Linked DNA regions of Mus musculus: regions 1 and 3 are each linked to region 2. The links are chromatin contacts, called in public HiChIP or PLAC-seq maps. All regions are on one chromosome and are shown on one strand. Each heading gives the region's core, a stretch centred on a gene start, on an enhancer-like site or on the middle of the called end of the contact. The rest is flanking DNA. Distances are from core to core; before and after follow the strand shown.

Region 1 (2,974 bases), core at 255-2,754, 150 kb before region 2:
TGGGAGGGTGCAGATAAGTCAGTGGGCAATGATACTTCCAGAGTGGCTGGAGGCTCAGTTCCAGTCTTTGTGGATACCTCTAGGGTTCCTTGAATTTTCAAGACAGAGCAACTGGTTTCTGAGCTCAAGACTCACTGAGAGACAAGAGCAGCCACATTTCCCTTTTACAATCTCATCTACAGAGTCATACATTGCCACTGCTGTCTGCTTCTGTTTTTCACTGATTCTAGTCTATGTCCAGATGACTGGGAATTAGGCTTCACCTTTGGAGGGACAGAGTATCAAAGTGCACATAAACATGTTTGAGTCACTGCAGAGTTAATCAAGGGGAAGGATGCTGTAGTCGCCAGCTGACTGGCACGTCTGCAATTGTCTTGCTCTTTTGAACTCCACTCGAGGCATCTGACTCATCTTTAGAAAGCAGAACAGGATAGTTAATGAAGCTTGTCATATAAAATTGAGGAGCTGTGACTCCTTTAGCCACTACTGTCCCAGCTGGGTCCAGGTTAAGGGAGAAGAGCCGATGTTGCTTGGTTATAGACTAGTAATGAGGCGGGATTTAGAATGATCAGAGTTGACTGTCACTCCGATATGACCTTGGTGAGTTAAACGAATCATTCTGACCTTCAGTCTCTTTATCTGCATGTTGGGATTATTGGATGCTGGCAGAGTTGTCTTAGAATACAAGATGTATTTTATAAAAGTGTTGGTGTGGCGTCTATGCTGATGGTCCTCATGGACTATGGCCATTGAGCAAAGAAGCAAGTCTTCTGATAAGACGATATATGTCAACACATCCCATTCTTTACTTAAACTGGAAGACTGAAGCTGATGGGGCGTTTTCCTTTGCAAATAATAAAGACTCAGGCTAGAGCTGTTTAAAACACCCCCCCCTTATTTGTCTTGGATCATGGGTTTTTTCATAGTTGTTTTTGTTTCTTGGAGTGTTCTAGGAATGATTCTAAATTATACTTGCAGATAAGTTGAGGTTTTGAGATCATGAAACAAGAAAGCACAAAAGCACTGGAAAGCACTTGCCTCAGACTAGGGCAGGATCACCAGGAGGGAGCTTTAAAAAGAGCTGATTTTTCAGATGACAACCCTGAAGAAGCAACCACCCTTTTTTGACATCTCTCCCTGAAAGGTTCATTATCATGGATCAGAAGCCATGGAAACATGCCTCTATTCCACATTTTACCTAACCTTTGATATTTTCGCTAATTGTCATCCTCAGTGCACTGATTTCTCAGTGAAGTTGGGATGTTCCTAACATATTTTGACAAATGTTAAGGAAGGAAGGCAGCTTCATGTGGTGGAAGGAAGCATGGGGCAGACACTTGGAGCTTACTTTGCTGCTAATTGGCCACAGTATTTTGGGAAACCCACTTCACCTCTCTGGGCCTTAAGTCCTCATTTGCAAATTGATAAGTTTGGACTAGTTTCTCCCAGCTCTCATTCTGTGATCCTATTCGGCTCGTAGGGTTACCATAGCAACTTCTGGAGCTCTGTGAATGGAAGAGACCTAATAAGAAAGATTAAACATCAACTAGGCTGTCCTGCTCTTAGACTATGCTGTATGAAACAAAGAAAAAAAATGAGGAATAGAAAGATGCCTCTAACATCCATAACTAAATAACTGTTTTAATCTAATGATATGAGGAAAGAGTTTGAAATAGGGAAGAAGTCTCTTAGCTCATCCGGTGATGTGAGACATGAAGAAGCACTGATTTGTTTTTTTTGCATCTACTGTGCAAAATAATTCGTCTAGGAAATACCATATGTCTTCTTTTAGGTTATGTATTTTTCCATAGCTAGAACATACCTATCACTGTGTCTGGAATTAGAAAGGGGAAGATGAGGTGGATCAGTGGCTTCGTAGAAACACAGGTAGTAACAGTGATAGCTGGCAGCTGACATTTATTTAGCACTTGCTGCTATCATGGACCTCCTCAGTATTCCATGCATGCTATTTGCTTTCTTTATTTAAGGTGCTGTGTTGATCATTAGTAGTGAATTTTGCGGGGGGGGGGGGCAGGGGAGATATCACATAGAGCAAAGACAGTTTTCTTCAATTGTGAGTTAGAAAATTTATTGAAAATAAATCCCTTCCAAGTCTACACGTAAGTCTTGATCCTTATCTGCATCTTTGAGGTCATTTCCTGGTCTAACAGAGATCATTACTTATCCCAGTAATTCCTTCTTCTTGGACTATCATGGCTGCTACTCTTTTTTTTTTTAATTGAATCTATACATTTGGGTTACACTATGTTCAAATACATATTTCCTTTGAAGTAGTTCAATGAGTAAGTCCTATTATCATCTATTTTATGGGTGAGGAAGCTGTGACTTACTAAGATGGATGTTTATTCTAAGCTATTGATTGGCAGAACTCAGACTTAAGGTTGCCTAACCCCAGAGGCAGGACTTTAATTTCTGTTTTTCTACTCTCTTCATCTTCTCAATTCAATTCACCCTATCATACTTTTACAGTGAAGATGGGTGCAGTAGAATTTGGGCAGGTGGGTTTCCTTTCATGCAGCTGCTATTGCAGATTGCTGTATACTTGGTGTCTTTGTGGAAATTCGCTCTGGTACAATTCCAGATCTGATCGTGTCTGGAAGTTAGGATGCTCACAGAGTCATTCCCATTCTGGAGGCTCCAGGGAGAAGTCAGCTTCTTGTTCCTCTTCTTGCCTGGAGGATTGACCTTGGCATCCATTAGCTTGTGTTTGAATACTCTAGTTTCTGCTTCCCTCTTCACACCACCTCTCCTTCTATATTTCTGTCTTTATTTTGTCACTTGTCATTGTATTTAGTCCTCACTATGATAACCCAGGAAGCTTATCTCATCTCAGGTCATTAATTACATCAGCAGATCTGCCCCATATTTTTTTTTCAACTAAAGTAACATGCCCAAGTTCTAGGGATATGAATGTAGCATAACTTTTGGTGGTCAACCATTCAACCTACTGTAG
Region 2 (2,700 bases), core at 92-2,591:
CTGCCCCCACCCCCACCCCTTAGTACTTAACCCAGTGCTATGCAGCAGCAGCCTGGCTTGGATCTAAACACAGTATTTCTTTCTAAGTGAGTCCCAGGGGTGCTGATTTCCATCCTGGCCCTGGCCCTGGCCCAACTCTCTAGGGAGCCAGGGAAATTCTGTACTCCTTTCTTAGGAGAAATTTATCATCAAGGGAGCATGCTAAGCAGAATTTCTTTACTAGGTATTTTGGTTTCCTTTCTTGAATTTGCTCATTGGCTTCTCAGATGTTCCCACTTTGAGGTTCTTGCAGTCTTCTTTTTTTTCTTTCCCCTCAATAAAATAAAACCATTTCACAACAGCCACGGTGAGGATGAGAAGCAATGGTCAAGAATACAAACAAAAACTGAATCAAAATAAGCTCTATCAAGAAATTGGAGAAGCTGCAAACCTTTGTGGAAACTACATTAAAGCAACAATGACTGAAACATATGTAGTTTCCCCAGTATCCTTTGTGGAAAGTACCCTTTTGAGGTGCATTTAAAAAGATAGATTTTATTTGCCTTTTGAGAACTTAATACAGGTATGCAATGTGTTTCGACCATATTCATTTCCCACTCCCGGGACCACTATCCCTGGAAACCCCTACATCTTTCTTCCAACTTCATGTCATTTGTGTGATTATTTTTTATAGAACATTTCATATTAATTGAAGGGTTTATTCTTCTCTCATTTAGATGAAGTCTAATGGTATAGAGGCAGAACACTAGACCATGGGAACACCCCATGGAAACACTCCCCCTCGTCTACCCGGTGCCATCCTCCCGTTTTTAGGAGGTAGCCATATAGGGTGCCCAAAGGAATTAGACTCAGGATTGAGTTTCATGGATTAATATTTCCCTCTTTCAAGTCTGTCAATTGCTCAAACCTGCTTGTAGTAACAGGAACACAGTGGGACACAGTCCCGGAGCCAAAGGATCCCTCACACCTTTAAATGCAGTTCCACCTCTGTCCCCATTCAACTTCCATGGGGACACCAATCCAGCCTCCAGTGAGTGACCGTTTTCTGGGACGCGAGACTCCTCTTAACGCTCAGGCCCGCGACGCTCCCGCTCCCGTGTCGCCAGCTCTCCTGGACCAAGTCAGTGTGACCCGTGGCTGGACCCCTCGTTCTCAGCCTTCCTTCCCGGTAGAGCTCCCAGTCTGGCTCTCAGTAGCCCCCTCTGGCGCCCGAGACCTTCAGGAAAGTTGCTTCGGGCGGTGGAGGGGCGTCATCGCCTCCTAGCAACGCTCCTAGCAACCGGATAACATCTGCTCCCTTTGGTCCAATGCGCGCCTAGAAAAGCCGCGCGCCCGCCTCGCGTTCTGAGCCGGAGCGAGAGGCGCTTCAGAGAAGGAGGGACCGACCTGCAGGAGCCGGCCGCCCCGCCGAGCTGCAGTCGCTGCCGCCGCCGCTGTCGCTGTCGCTGTCAGAACCCGTCCGAAGAGTGACACCTTCGCGAAAAAACAGGAGCTGTGAAACATTTGCACACGCAGTCTTCGGGTAAGTGGACCCCTCTCAAGGTTTGCCAGGACCCCTCCAGCCAGGCATCTGACCCGAGGCCCAGAGAAGACGCGTTCCCTACGGCTGGAGGTTAGGGACTTGGCCTCGGATCCCACCCTGCCCCCAGCCACTGAAAAGTGACTAGCCACTGGTCCCGAATAACTTGATTTGATTTTTTAAATGCCAGGATTGGATATTGAGACTCCCCCTCTGTTCGCTACTGTCTGTTAGTGCTTAGAAGTTTTCCACCTTCCTTGATTTTGCTTTGCCTGGCTGCCCGAGGCTGGAGAGCTGGAGGCAGCTCCCAAAGGCAGCCCGTGGTTATGGATAAAACGACACGAAGTAGGCTCCACGAAATTCAGTCAACACGGGCTTCTGTTTTAGGTCCTCATCTGGAAAGGGTCCAGCTGGCCAGGAGCAGTGGTTCACTGGTCCTCAGCCTCCTGAGCAGTAACCATAGTAACTCACCTCTCTAGATGGGATCGTCCTTATTGGATGCCCGTCTTCCCTTGGAAAGCCCGTCTCTCTAAATATAGAAGATGATGAGATCCGTGAGCACACAGCCATGCAGACTAGGTGTGGTTAAACGGAACCCTTTGCTGAGAACTATCTTCAAACGTGGAGCAGCTACTTCAGACCTTGCCAGAAAGAGTCAGTATGTCAGAGAAAGAACAAGTTATGGTGTTTTGAGTTAATTGCTTTGTTATTTTGGAGGGTGATGCAGCCTAAAATTATACAAGAGCTGGCTGTGATTTTTTTTTTAATCACATTTCCCCAAAATAACCGCTCGAGTAAATCACTGACAAGATGAACTATTGTGCACTTTTCAGATCTCTTAGGGGGAGTTGACGTCGCTCCTACTTAAACTTAAGTGATCCTGAGTTTGAAGGTTTATCTTTCTTTCTAAACCATGTCCCAGATCGGCCCCACCTCAAACGTCTCAGTGCCGCCCCCCATCCCCACCCCACCCGCCTTCTCCTGCCCTGATAACTTATTCATGTCCCTGCATCCCTGATTCTTTAGAGGTGTCTTATGCCAGTATGTCTCCTTGTTTCAAGATCCCAGGTCCCCATTCATGAGCCCGAGGCTGTGAGACATGCTCCATGTGCCAAGGGGAGTTCTCACCACATCTTCCGAGGCTGTCCTAGACATACACTCTTCGGTCTGAGTCAGCATTA
Region 3 (2,830 bases), core at 107-2,606, 200 kb before region 2:
ATCCCACCACTGTCAGCTTGCAGTAGACACTAGGAAAGCTATGAAGTGCTAGAAATGTCTGCACCCTCTTCTTTCTATGCTCAGCTCTTGCTCCTTGACTGATGTCGGCTCTTCTGCCTCTTGTTCACCTGGTTGAAATGGGGCTCATTTTCTTGCATCCTCATTGGTAACTTCTTCCTGTCTCCCATTTTCCTTGGCTACTTCTTCCTCTCCTGAGTCTAAGTACTTGCACTGTTTAAGAAGAACTTGATCATGTTTTTCTTCTCCATCTTTTCTCCTTAAGTGATATGATACCCATTGGTATGATAATAACCATCTGATCGTCGACAGATTCATATCTCTAGATACATTTTTTATCTGATTATCAGTTTGACATCTTCAGATATAATTTATTATAGCTCCAACCCAGACCTGCTTCTATGTTTATATATACAAATATTGGCCAGAGCTTTTTAATTGGGTGCTTTGATGGATTGTAAATATCTAAGATGAAGCTGTGTTAGGACAAATGTCCTTTTGATTATCCTCAACCCACGTCTTTGCAGTCATTAATTTGTCGAGTTTTCCTTAGGCTGCACAGCAATAAGGAAGAGGGAATATTTTCTGGCCTTTAAATGTGTATGCCGGACTCTGCCCTAGCTTCATTATTCATAACATCCTCATGGAGCAGATACGTCCTTCTCTTCCATTTTAATCAAGAAGAGATTGAAGCCCAGAAAGGTTAAGTGGACTGTCTGAGCAGTTAAGTGCTCCAGCCAGGACTTGAACCCTGTAGCCTGACTCCACTTCTCCTTGCCTACTAGGTTAAACAGCTAAAAGGCTTGCTTCCAGTGAACCCTGAGACCAGGCTGTCTGGGGAAACCCCTCCACATGCTTCTAGCCTTCCCCACTCACTTCCATTTGGTAGTGAACTTGTGACATTTCAATCCTGTTTGCCTCTCCTTCTCCCTCTGGGGAGTGGACATCCACGGAGACATTTCTGTTTTCTCAGCACCTCGTGCTGAGCCAGGAAGGCCCAGTTGTTCATTAGAAACCATGTTGGTTGGACCTGGTAGCTGTTCCTGTTTTGAGCATGCACTGTATATCTCTCATGCTCCTGTAGCAGAACCTTCCCCTTGAACCTTCTCCTCCTGCCCAGGGCATCATTTTGGCCTTTCAATCACTATCAGGTCCAACAACATCAGATTTCCTTATTGCATAAACCACTGGCCATTTCCTCATCTGGCAGCACCTGGAATTCTCCCCTAAGGAGCCTCCTTTAACTTGCCCGTGGCAAGGGGCTATTCTCCCAGCTGCCTTTTCTATAGCAGGAAGCCGCTGTATTTCTAACCTTTGCTCTGGAGGCAGAGTCAATATTTAATTTTGTGCCTGCCCCATCTGCACATTCTTTCTGCGGCTATCGGGAGTCCATACAGAATGGCGGGACCTCAGGCGTGAACAGCTGCTCTGAGTGCCTGAGGCTCTGTCCATTAGAGAGGAAGGGACTCTAAAGAGCGGCCGGAGAAACTTTCTGCTTGGTTGCTTCCATTTTAACATGTTTTAACTCAAGTCAGCACCTCTGCAAGTTGCCTTTAGTCCTATGAGAGGGCCCAACACAGAGTGGGAAGGTTCCAGGTGGGGTGACAGTGTAAAAGTGGCTAAGAGGAAATAGTGGTATCAGAGTAGACAGACCTGGTTTCAAGCTTTGGCTTCACTCAAATCCTAGAGTTTTAGTTTTGACCTCAGTGAATACTTGTAACTGTCCTTTCTTCTTGACATTAAAGTGGGCCCAGTGTCCTTATAAAATGGAACCATCTGGCACGTATTTAACAGTTGATACAATGGTTTTTAAAAAGAAACACACTGCCTTCTGGTTTCCATCTGCACCCGGAAGCTGACCCTGTGCCACAGCTCTCCATACCCAAATTCTTTCAGGTAAAGCTGGTCTCCCAGGAGTACTGACACACAGGCTTGCAGGAGGGACAAGCTATAGTCAGAGGCAGCAAGACCAGCTAACACTAGAGATAACCAGATGGCCAGAGGCGAGGGCAAGAACATAAGCAACAGAAACCAAGGCTACTTGGCACCATCAGAACCCAGTTTTCCCACCACAGTAAGCCCTGGATACCCCAACGCAACAGAAAAGCAAGACTCTGATTTAAAATCACACCTCATGATGATGATAGAAGATTTTAAGGACATAAATAACTCCCTTAAAAAGAAACACACATAGGGGGGAAAAAAGCCCTATAAATTGATATTCACAGAGAGAAAATGAATAGATTCATTCTGCCCCTTTAGGCATGTTGGAAGAGAATGGCCCCTGTGACTTTTTAATTGTATTAATTGTTATTCGGGTACCCAAAGAATCTTCCCATAGCTGGGGCCCAAATTATGGCACTGTAGCACCAAATTCACTCACAGGAAAGATGCCAATAAAAGCCAACCACTTTCTCTCGACCCTCCCTTTATTATTAAATAACATGTGGCTTGAATCTATTGATCTTCGTGATAAATTGTATTTACTTCTACTCTTCTGGTTTATTCTATGGAGCAAGCGACTCCAGACTCCTCTTTGTCAAATGTCTCGCGTTTTGACCTCACCACTGGATTGTAACTCCTTCCTGGGTTTTGACCCTGTAAATGGACAGAGGCCTTCTGAGCTGTTGTGTATTTGTATCTCTAGAGACAACCCAGTACAATCCGGAGGAAACTGTATTTCTATCCTCTGTCTGTTATTAGTTAGCTGTGTGTTGCTCTAATGAAATCTTCACCTCCTTAAGGTTCTAAACTCCCCAGTCGAACACCCTAGAGACCAAGCCACGTGGGCTTCCATGGGAACACTGTATAG

Evidence for each region. HiChIP or PLAC-seq counts read pairs in DNA pulled down with a chosen protein or histone mark.
Region 1: an H3K4me3 HiChIP or PLAC-seq map of forebrain shows a contact between it and region 2, with 4 times the contacts expected there. The contact joins the enhancer-like site here to the promoter of 1700086L19Rik in region 2. A contact is called at or near these places in 7 of 39 promoter capture datasets (the 3T3-L1 cell line, cranial neural crest, embryonic stem cells and 3 more), 6 of 484 Hi-C or Micro-C datasets (cerebral cortex, cortical neurons, embryonic stem cells and 3 more) and 3 of 115 datasets of contacts at active chromatin or transcription factors (embryonic basal ganglia, embryonic forebrain and forebrain).
Region 3: a contact with region 2 is called in a PDX1 HiChIP or PLAC-seq map of a beta-TC-6 cell line, with 8 times the contacts expected there. The contact joins the enhancer-like site here to the promoter of 1700086L19Rik in region 2. A contact is called at or near these places in 8 of 39 promoter capture datasets (the 3T3-L1 cell line, cranial neural crest, liver and 3 more), 8 of 484 Hi-C or Micro-C datasets (Th1 cells, bone marrow-derived macrophages, embryonic fibroblasts and 3 more), 8 of 115 datasets of contacts at active chromatin or transcription factors (SST interneurons, a beta-TC-6 cell line, embryonic basal ganglia and 5 more) and 2 of 9 other capture datasets (embryonic stem cells and macrophages).

Annotation. Positions count from the first base shown.
Region 1 is chr12:74,130,512-74,133,485 of GRCm38.p6, forward strand. The region is part of intron 2 of Syt16 (synaptotagmin XVI); the gene reads left to right. Among named protein-coding and RNA genes, the nearest start is that of Gm40889, 8.5 kb to the right of the region's middle. Within about 2 kb of position 1,505, at least 16 of the 459 cell types and tissues checked have an H3K27ac peak or open chromatin away from gene starts, as enhancers often do. A contact at or near this core is called in cortical neurons and forebrain, where this site is marked.
Region 2 is chr12:74,282,935-74,285,634 of GRCm38.p6, forward strand. It overlaps 1700086L19Rik (RIKEN cDNA 1700086L19 gene), which reads left to right and starts at 1,342. Exons shown (of 4, transcript NR_030735.1): 1 at 1,342-1,522; 2 at 2,581-2,700.
Region 3 is chr12:74,085,900-74,088,729 of GRCm38.p6, forward strand. All of the region lies in intron 1 of Syt16 (synaptotagmin XVI), which reads left to right. Among named protein-coding and RNA genes, the nearest start is that of Gm40889, 53 kb to the right of the region's middle. Within about 2 kb of position 1,357, at least 16 of the 459 cell types and tissues checked have an H3K27ac peak or open chromatin away from gene starts, as enhancers often do. A contact at or near this core is called in neural tube, where this site is marked.